2 separate regions of the Sus scrofa genome follow, and region 2 is linked to region 1. A link is a contact called in public Hi-C data. All regions are on one chromosome and are shown on one strand. Each heading gives the region's core, a stretch centred on a gene start, on an enhancer-like site or on the middle of the called end of the contact. The rest is flanking DNA. Distances are from core to core; before and after follow the strand shown.

Region 1 (5,598 bases), core at 1,512-4,011:
GCGTAGTGGGCTCGCGAGCTCTCAGCACCTGATGCCAGAACCCTTGACGAGCGTCTTAGACCATAAGCACGATTGAGACCACGCTGACCAACTACCCGGGTTTGGGCGCTTATGTTTACACCGGATTTCTAAAGACAGCTGCTTTTCTAAAACACAGCATAGGTAGAAAGAGCTACACCTGAGAAACTCAGGGGCAGAGGGAGGCAGTAGTCGAGTGCTCCGTGTTGAAACAACAAAATCCTTGAGTTACTTAAGACTGATAATACTATGCTTCCATAAGTTACTTTTATCAGAAGTCAGTACTGTCTCCAGGTAGGATCTATTTCTGCTCTAAAAGACAGGTTTAATTGATAGTAGCCCAGTACTTTCATCCATTTATGAAATGATTCTCTGGTTGCTGAGGTCCCATCCAATTGTAATAGTCTCTAAATTCTTCTGTATCTTAGTTTACTCTTGCTATGTTTTTGCTGTGAAAGTAGAGATGCCCGTAAAATTTCTGCACTTTCTTGATAAGAATTCATTTAAGAGATGCTGGTAGGGAGATGACACGTTAAGTAGAAATTATTCATTGAGATGTAAGGAAAGCAAAAATATGTGGCCGAGAAAAATAACCAGAACAGAGCAGACTTCAAGTTGCCTTTGTGCCCTGGCAGATGAAAGTTAGAGGTGAGAAATCACTTTAAATGCTGCTTATCACTGCAGGTGTTTTTATCCTAGTTTCAATCCTGTGTTACATTTCCACATGGTTTTAACTAAGGAAACATTATGCTTTGAAATGTAAACATATGACTCCATCTGTCTTTAAGGAAAGAAATAATTATCACACTTAATTAAACACCTGGAAACATTTATTGCCACCTTCTAATTAGATCTGTCATGGGGCGTTAAGTCAGCAAATTATTGTTAATATTCTAGCTGGTAATACAGAAGGGTTTTTTTGTAAATTTTTTTTTGTGAATGCTAGTTCCCCTCCATACACATCACTTGCCTCTTCCACTCTTTGCTCACTTTTTGAGTTTTCCATCTATCTTGAGTAAATAATAGGCAAGTGGACTGCCATCTACGTCCCTGTAAAATATGAATAATTTAGATACTGAGTTTTTGATATTAGCTCTTTGCGTTAACAGACATGGGCCTTATTAACCATTATATCCATTTAAACTGTCTCCTCATTTAAGAGTCATTAGAAATTACTGAATATAAGAAAGTTCCTCCCTAAGGGTAGTGATCCTACATAGATGGTCCTTTAAACTTTTTTCTCTAAGGGAAACTTTACTGTGCCTTTTGTTCTCATGTGTTTAAATTTAATGGGAAAAGGGGTGGCACGAGCTGGAAAATCTGCTTATCTTTCTGTCTCAATTTTCTGTTTCTGACTATATTGCTAGATATAGTTATCATCTGTGTAATGAGTGTTGTGAGGGCAGACTGTTCTGGAATCCCAACAGAATGGCAGAAACTGAGGGCGAGCACACACACTGCAAGGGCCAGCAGTAAGATTATTTTATGAGGCCGGTTCTCTACAGTTCTTCATTCTGTTGAAATTGGAGGAAAGGGCGTGTGGAGAGAAATGATTACAACCCAACAGTACTCATTAGGAAATGCTGTGGGGTGGGGGGAGGAGCAGTTTTATTTCTAGGTGGTTTATGACTTGGGAAACTTCAAATAGCTGGTGCTTAGAGCTGAGGCTGCCATAGTGCTGAGCACTAGAGAGACCTCCTACTTAATTGATTCAATTAATCCTTTTCTGCTTGGATCAGGCCCTTGAAAGGAACATTTATGTCTTGGAGGTTTCATTGGTACTCAGTCAGAACTGAGCAGGGCTTTCAAGAAGAATAGTCCATTCTCCACCCCCTCAGTGTTTGCCTGGTACAAATTGAGGGAGTTGAGCATGGAGTAACCTCCAGGAGGCAGAGGAGTGTGGGTGTGAACAAATAAAGACCACCTGTTTTCTCAGGGAGGCAAGGGAACATTAGTGCAACTCCAGCACCAAGGGCCCTGGCTTGGGCAGTGGGGACATGCCCATGGGCCAACCTGGATAAAAATGGGATGGTTTACCTCAACATGGCATTCTCAGAGACAGTAAGCTCTGCTATACAGAGTTTAAGAGAAGTAGTGCCAGATTAGCTTTTATCACCCCAACTCTCCTCACACTGCCCACATCCTGCATTTAGCACCAAATGCACACAGTGAGAACTCAACAAACACTGAAAAGAAGCTTTTAACACCCCAACAACATTTATGCTTCCATGTGCAGAACATTTTACTTCCTGCTCTCCTGTCTCTGGTTTTGATGACTTTGGCCCTAGGGTCTGAGCCGATGCAGTTTCTAGACTTTGTCCATCAGTGGTGCTTCTCAATAGCTAAAAGTGGATGCTTCATTGTGAGCTAAAAAAAAAAAAAAAAAAAAAAAAAAAAAAAAAAAAAAAAAAATTACTGAAACTTGTTGCAAAATTTAAATGAGGTCAAATAGTATCAGGTGAACATCAGTTTGCATTCTACATTTTGGCCTTAGGAGGAAATGAGCTCTGGGGGTAGAGGTGGGGGCAAGATAATTCTAGAATGTGAGAGGCAAGTGGTACTTGAGGAATCATCTGGCCCATGAGCCTTAGATGGCAGCGTTGGCTGTTTACAAGTTATACACGTTTGGAGGTGCATCCCCTCCAGCTAGCTTGCAGGAGCACCATTCATTCATGCAGCAGCATTTATTGAGCTCTTGCTATACGCATGGCACTGTGCAACTCTCTCATGTTCCCATTGAAGCCTGGGACTTGCACAGAAATCTTTGTTGGTGAGAACAGGTCCCTAAATGTAAATTGCTGGTGGCAAAGATGGGTTCAGAGTTCTGAGTTTCACAAAGGAAAGTAAAGGCACTTGCTTAGGACAGTATAGGAACTATTTTCAAAGTATTTTTATTTCTCAATAATAAGAAACTGAGATAAGCACCTTTCTTCTGATGCCTTTTTTCAATAGCCAGTGGTGTAACTGCAATAAATCCAATTCCATATGATTTTGTTTCCTTGGCTTTTCATCTCAGGCCTAGAAATTACCTAAGGAAACTTGTTATAAAATGTCACATGCTCCACAGTAATCAAATAACATCCACCCATCCTTTTAGAGAGGAATTGCTTTTTCTCTAGAAGCAAGTGTTTATGGGTCAGAACCAAGGTAGCAAAGACTCAGAGCCAACTACAAAGCTAGATGGGCATCAACAAGTTTGTTTTCCTAGGGTTATGCTTTTTTAAATAGAGCGAAAGAGGTTGTAGACCAACATGATGATGTTTCTCTGGAGGTGACTGAGAGCTAGGCTTGCAGGAATCCCCTACCCCACCATCAAAAAAGAAACAAAAAAAGGGGCAAGACGTCACAGGAGTGGGGTTCCACTTGAGCAACCCAAGATGACTTATAAACAAATCAGGATTTGTTTTTTTAATAACAGAGAGTGGAATTAAGTCCAAAATTCCACTTGTAGTTTCCTTAAACATTGGGAATAAAGATGACTTTTAGTTTGGTCAAAAAGTGGTTGGTTCAGATAATATTGCTGGAATCAGCTGGTCATGTCTCAGCCACCATTGGCTGTGTGACTTAGGACATTCTGCTCTGAACCTGTTTCTTTACCTGAGAAGTGGGGATAATGTTTCTGTCATAGGGTTGCTGTGTGGATTAAAGCAGGGTGTTCCTCTCCTCCTGTTCAATGTGCAGAAGCAAGTGGGTGACTTTGTTGGATTGGCCAAATCGCTGTCATTTCAAGATGGTGTCATTTCAAGACACCACTGTCTGCATCCTTTACCACTTCGGGCTCCTGAGTCGTCTTCAGGCTGTTACGCACGTGGAGATGCTACAAGGGACTCCTGCAGAAATGCCACCGTCCTCTGAGAAAAATGGCAGGCACTGTGTTGGCAAAAGATTGCAAAGTTCGAAACAGTCTGTGATGACTCAGACCTTCAAGAAAGAAGTCCAGTACTTGATTCCACCCCTCTCTGATCAGGAAACAACTCCCTTTTCCCCCTTTCTTTTCTCTTTATAAAGATGAGATCGTTTTCTGGGAAATGGCTGGTGTTTGTTTCAGTACTCTCACTGCCCTAGAAGGGCAGAGCAGTCTAGACTTAATGATGGAATTCCTTCAGCCTTGGGGTGCAGTGATAGGCCCCCAGTGACTCACAGAGCATGTACCTGGGAGAGGCGATGAGCTCAGCCCTCTCTCAGCGTCTGGTGATGGCCTCTGTGTTGCACACACTTAGCCATTTTGCTCCGTGGCTTTCATGACCTGAAACAACTGAAGGCTCCCAAAAAGATCAGCTGCTCTTCTTGCCAAGGTGAGAGACTCTGTGTGGATAAGGAGCCTTCTGGGGAAGCTGGGCGTCCATGCCACGGGTCCTGGCCCTGTGCCCCAGGTGGGCTGGTTTGAGGAGGCTGTGATCTTCGCAGCTGCAGAAGTGATCTGCCAAATAAAACTTGGAACTTGTGCAGCATGCCAATTTTTTTTAGGGCTCATCTGGGGCCAAGGCTCCCAAGCTGACTGCAAGTTAGAATCACCTGGGAAGACTGACCCCAAAGGTATAGCTTCTTGGACTCTACCTACTGCAGCATCACAAAAGCCGGGCCTGGGAACCTGCATTTCTACCCACCCCTCATGACTGATCCACAGCAAATTGAAAACCCTTAGCCTGGGAGACTAGTTTTAATGTCTTGTTCTATAAAGATTATTCAGGCAGCAGGTACCTGTAGGGTTTTTTGTTCTTATTTTCCTTTTTTTTTTTTTGGCACTGGAAATTGCAAATCTGTTGAAAGTACAGAGTAGTTTTGAAGTTTAAAGAAGACTAACATGAACATGCACAAGATAAACACCTGTATACCCATCCTAAGAAATAACAGTGGTTTTTTAAGTAGGTCCTCACTGGGTGGAAAAATGTTGACCAACAACCAGGTCAAGAGCAAAAAATAATAACCAAAACCAATAGTGGTGTCCCACAAGTAGATCCAGGAATTGAAAGCCATGAAGCAGAGACACCAGGGAATCTGCTCAGCACTCATTCATCTACAGTTACCCATTCACAATCTAGACTCTGAGTCACTGGCCATGCTGACCTCATTTCTGAGTGTGCCGGCTGACTGGGAGGACACCTCATGTCACTTTGTAGATCACTGACATGGGATTGGTGTCCTTTTTCCAGGAATGACACCTGTTGAGAGGAGGCCCCAGGCCAGAGACTCTGGAGTTGACGGGGGTAGAGTGGGGCTTGTTTTCCCTGCGCTGGGTCCTGGTACCTCCAGGAAGCTTTTCTGTTCTGAAAGTGCCCCTCTCATTTTGTAATGGTGGTCAGTGGGGGAACCGGAAAACGGACTTTGCTTTGTAGGCATCTTGCTGTAACTTCCTCCTGCTCCCCCCCAGCCCTCCCCCTCTTCCTCCACTTCCTCTTCCTCCTGTTCCTCCTCCTTTTGCTTTTTTTGCCTATTGAGTTGTGTCAGTACTTGATACTTTCTGCCTGATTTCTGAATTCTGGTCAGTTTTCAGTGTATCATTCTAATGGGGGCCTCGAAAATGATGAATAATTATGGTCAGCCACGGATGCTACCTAGCACTAATTTTAGTAGAGTCAC
Region 2 (5,152 bases), core at 106-2,605, 35 kb after region 1:
TAAGACAGCTGTTTTTCATTTTGTAGCATTTCTAATTGGAGATGCATTGCAATGTTGTAGTCCTTCCCCTAAAACTCCTGCTATTAAATTTCGTATGTTATAATTAATGGACTCAGAATACAGTGTATTTTAGTAAGTGTGTCTGTATATGTATGTGTATGTACATATGTGCATATTTGGAAATTATTCTTATTCTAATTTAATGTGAAAATACGGTTGTTTTTATTTTCCCACTGAAGCAGCTTTGGAACGAGCCAGAGTCTTATAGTCACACTATTTGTCTATCAGCAACTACTACTGTCTTTCAGTCTGCTTGTGTAATTTTATTTATTTAAAAAAATGTTTTGGCTGCACCCGCAGCATATGGAAGTTCCCGGACCAGGGACTGAATCTGAGACACCTACATTGCAGCTTCGGCAATGCCAGATCCTTTAAGCCACAGCACCGCAGGGGAACTCCTGCATGTGCAATTTTTAAAACAAGTATTCACTTACCAAAAAGCCCCTCTTCAAGGAAAACTCAAGTCACAAACAGCACCTTGGGAGATACTAATGCCATGTCACTTAGAATTACAGAATTTAGAAGCTGATCCCAACCTCTTTACCAGAGGAGGAAACTTAGGACTGAACATGTGGTATTTTGTGGATCTTGCCCAACTGATAATTAACAGTAAAAGAATATTATTAAGTGAATATTGCAGGGCTTGAAGGCACACCTGAGTCATGAAATGACAGCTTTGGGGCAAACGACAGCCCGTTCTCCTGTCCTGCTGATGTTCCCGCAGTCTTCTGCCTGCAAACTCTTTCAGGGTGATCTGTCTGTGTCATTTCCTAGGAGCCTGGCGTTGGCGAGTTTGGCCCCTCACACCTGTTTCTCACTTTCTGTTTAATTAATACAAATCTCCTGTATTTTCCTCTCTACCACTCTTCTTCTGCTTTTATTTTTTAGTTTAGCAGCTTATGTGCAGTACATCTCGCAGTCTGCACTTTCCTGCCTCTTGGCACCGAAAACTTCCATTACATCAGGGGTGGTCTTACGAGTAGGCCTTAAACAGCTGGCACTTAATAAATGTTCTTGGCTGTCTTGGCTTTTTTGGTCTTTTCTGAAGACTGTTCCAGCAGTGCACTGGCAGGGTACCTAAGCTAAAAAGCAAAAGCCGTTGTGCATGTGTGTAATGAAATTGCTGAAACTGTTTCTTGTTAACTGTCAACTGGTATTGAAGGTGACAGTTATTTACCTTTTCAGTTGCTTTTTTTTTTTGAAATACCAAGATCAAAGACCTCTTCTGCAGTTTCCTCCTCTGCATAAACCACAACTTCCTTCCTCTGTATTAAAAGCTCCTGTAACACACACTAGTATTCACCTTGCTCAACCTGAGTGGCACACAATAACTTTATTGGACCAAGATGCGGTGTGTCCTACATCTGTGGGTGCCCCTGTCTCTGAATGGATGACCTGACAACACACAGAGATCTGTTTAGAAGTATGTTTTGTTTTCATTTCTTACAGGAAAAAAAAGACTGTGGGGGTGCTCCTCACTAGTTTCCACCTTTTTTTTTTTTTTTTTTTTTTTTGGTTATGGATCCTTCCGAGCGTCTGACGAAAGCTTGAGGGGCGCAAGGCTTGGTAACCTAGGACAGCCGTGGTTCACTCCAGCATATTCTCTGGAAGTCATTCACTTCCAACAGTTGTTATTTAAATATGTTAAGGAGTTCCCTGGTGGCCTAGTGGTTAAGGATGCAGTATTATCACTGCTGTGGCATGGGTTGGCTCTCTGCCTGGTCTGGGAAATTTTACATGACACAGGCATGGCCAAAAAAATTTGAATGAAAGAATGAATGAATAGTATGTTCGCATGATGGCTCCCCAGACCAAGGAAAAGAACAGTAGAGGAAAGAGGGTGAGAGCAAGGTGGGAAGTTTTACACGTGTTTGAAGGTCAGGATTCACACTATGGGAGGAGCAATGAGACCAAGTGTGGGGATGTCTGGAGTGACCCTCCCTCAAAAGGCACACACAGCGCCCCAGTCTCAGGGCATTCTGATGCCTGAGGGCCCACTCAGGGGCTGCAGGGGGTGTGTGGGCCTCAGGTTGGAAAATTCCGCTCTCCTGCTAATGGCAGTTAGGTGTGGGCCCGAGGAATCGAGGGCAGACCATTATGTGAACTTCAGTCTAATGCTTCCCAGGTGTGATGTCTTGGAGAGTTGAGCTACTTCACCTTTTTTTTTTTTTTTGGCTTTTTAGGGCCACACCTGTGGTATATGAAAGTTCCCTGGCCAGGGGTCGAATCGGACCTACATCTTCCAGGCTATGCCACAGCTACAGCAATGTGAGAACCGAGTGGCCTCTGTGACCTACAACACAGCTCACGGCAGAATCTGATTCTTAACCTGTTAAGCAGGCCAGGGATCAAACCCACATCCTCCTAGATACTAGTTGAGTTCATTACTGCTGAATCACAAAGGTAACTTCCATTACTTCTTTTAAGCCACTGATTTCCCACTGAAAATGGGAAGAAATAAAATCAGGCACACAAGGGGGTGAGAGGCTTAATTGGGATAATGTGAAAAAAAATACCTGGCACCTAGAATTTCATCAAGTGGCTCTTGCTTTCCCTGTCTCCACCCATCTTTCCACTTCTCCTTCCCCAAGGAGATGGATTTCAGGGTGACAGACATCACTAACTGCACTGAGGCTACTTGTAGCTCTCAGAACTCAGGTGACTTTGCTGGGTTTGGGTGTTTCCTCAGTGCCCCTCCCCCACGAGATGCTGCCATGGGCACTGGAGCTGGCACGTTTCTGGTGGGCACTGTGTCAAGACTAGAAAGACAGGGGGCTCGCCCTGGGAGGCCCTGAGCTAGCGGAGGGAGCCGGGGCCTTATTCTCAAAACTGAACTTCCCCCCAGGACAGGAACCCCAGCCAGGGAGCCTTACTGGGGAAGGCACAAGGCTGTAGGGCAAGGCCTGTAGCGCCCCCTAGAGGGCTCCAGAACAACTCTCCACAGTGGAGGGAATGACGGTTCCCAGAACACTTGGGGAAGGCAGAGAACCCGACCTGGTCTGGGCTACAGCCTAGTATTAAAGCTGATGAAAATGCTCTAAAAGTAGGCATTTGCCCTTGTCCTTCTCCTTTTCTTTCCCTTTGTCTTTCCTTCAAGATCCAAAAACTCTGTACTCCAGAGGCTTAACTAATCTAAGGTGTTCATTTTAAAGGGACTCAAAAGGGGAAATGGCAATGCGAATTTTGAAAGGTAAAAATGAATATGAGCCTAATGCATGAACCCTTTTATATCAATGGGAGGGGAAAATGAGGTGATTAGCAAAAGTGGAGTAAGATTAGTAAGAAATGTGTGTGTTCATTCAGGAAGGAAGAACAAAGCCCAGGTTTGTGGAATGTGGCTATAAAGCAGAGGAATAAAATATCTACAGACCTGTGGTCCTTTTGAGGTTCAGCAGAATGTTACAACTGTTGTTTCTCCAGAATGATTACAAAGTCGGGAACTGGCTTCTTCATTGCAAAATATTTCCTCACCCAGTTTCCATCACATCCTTCAAAGACCATTCCTTCCCTCTCTGGATTATCTTTCTTCTGCATTCTTTGTATTTCTTCCTTTTTTTTTTTTTTTTCCTGGGCTCTTTTTGTTGTTCTTTTGCAAACTATATTTAGCTTCATAATATGGACTGTTGAAAATAGCATTAGCTGATAACCTTGTTATAAATCAGAATCGGTGTAAATGCAATTCTTATCTAGAACATTTTCAGAGGGAAGCCAGGCATTATGTTTATCCAGGAGGAAATGTTGGGTAATACAGAGCAGTACTGGCTGGATCTCTGTGCCTTGGGATGTTATTTCCCACTTTATCTGATAAGGCAGAGTTTGATAAAGCCAGGGTTGGCAGAGAAAGTGGGTAAATAGGGACATTCTCAATCTCAAATACTATCCATAAGATGGCAGATTGGTGATTTTCTGGGGAGCAGTCGGGCAATGTATATCAAAATTTAAAACACCTATAACTTTTGACCCTGCCATTCCACTTCTAGGAATTCATTCTCAGGTAATGACTGGACATATGCATAGATGTGTTATGCTCAAATGTATTCTTAAGATAGACCCAGGAATATTATATGTAGAAGAAAGTAATTGGTAACAGCCTAAATGATTATCAGACTTAACCAAACCTAGTTTAACTAGTTAACTAAGTTGTTACACTGCCACGTGGTGGACTAGTTGAGCCATGACAGGAAGAAAATAGACCTATATATTCATTTTGAAAGATGCTCACGATATAGTCTTAAATTCCAAGCTAATGTGTATGATGTGATCTTGTTTAGGTAAGAGGTAAAGTGCTGGGACAAGGAGTAGGCAGGCTTATTTGGCATTTAACATTTTGCAAGAGGGAGGTAGGGAACATGGGTGAAGCTGGTCAAAGTTTTAAGATGAATAAGTTCTTGGGAGATAAAGTACAGGGTGGTAACTATTGTTCACAATACTGTATTCTGTATTTTCAAAGTTGCTAAGAGAGTAGATTTAAGAAGTTATACCATTGAAAAAAACAATGTAACTATGTGAGGTTTGGGATATGTTTTTAACTTTTTATGTGTATTTTTTTGTTTTTTGTCTTTTTTTTTTTTTTTTTTTTTTTTTTTTGTCTTTTTGCTATTTCTTGGGCCGCTCCCACGGCATATGGAGCTTCCCAGGCTAGGGGTTAATCGGAGCTGTAGCCACCGGCCTACACCAGACCCACAGCAACTCGGGATCCAAGCCGCGTCTGCAACCTACACCACAGCTCACGGCAACGCCAGATCGTTAACCCACTGAGCAAGGGCAGGGACCGAACCCACAACCTCATGGTTTCTAGTCGGATTCGTTAACCACTGCGCCACGACGGGAACTCCTGTCTTTTGTCATTTTAAGGCTGCACCTGCAGCATATGGAGGTTCCCAGGCTAGGGGTCTAATCGGAGCTATAGCTGCTGGCCTACACCACAGCCACAGGAATACCAGATCCGAGCTGCATCTGTGACCTACACCACAGCTCCTGGCAACGCTGGATCCTTAACCCACTGAACAAGGCCAGGGATTGAACCTGAAACCTTGTGGTTCCTAGTCGGATTTGTTTCTGCTGAGCCACGACGGGAACTCCAGGTGATGGA

The links. Hi-C and Micro-C count contacts between places; a contact is called where the count stands out from the background.
Region 2: a contact with region 1 is called in a Hi-C map of blood, with 5 times the contacts expected there. The contact joins two enhancer-like sites. A contact is called at or near these places in 7 of 47 Hi-C or Micro-C datasets (alveolar macrophages, blood, fetal skeletal muscle and 1 more) and 1 of 2 datasets of contacts at active chromatin or transcription factors (alveolar macrophages).

What each region holds. Positions count from the first base shown.
Region 1 is chr2:123,153,085-123,158,682 of Sscrofa11.1, forward strand. It overlaps a transcript of TNFAIP8 not described here. Among named protein-coding and RNA genes, the nearest start is that of TNFAIP8, 87 kb to the right of the region's middle. Within about 2 kb of position 2,762, at least 5 of the 83 cell types and tissues checked have an H3K27ac peak or open chromatin away from gene starts, as enhancers often do.
Region 2 is chr2:123,189,181-123,194,332 of Sscrofa11.1, forward strand. It overlaps a transcript of TNFAIP8 not described here. Among named protein-coding and RNA genes, the nearest start is that of TNFAIP8, 51 kb to the right of the region's middle. Within about 2 kb of position 1,356, at least 11 of the 83 cell types and tissues checked have an H3K27ac peak or open chromatin away from gene starts, as enhancers often do.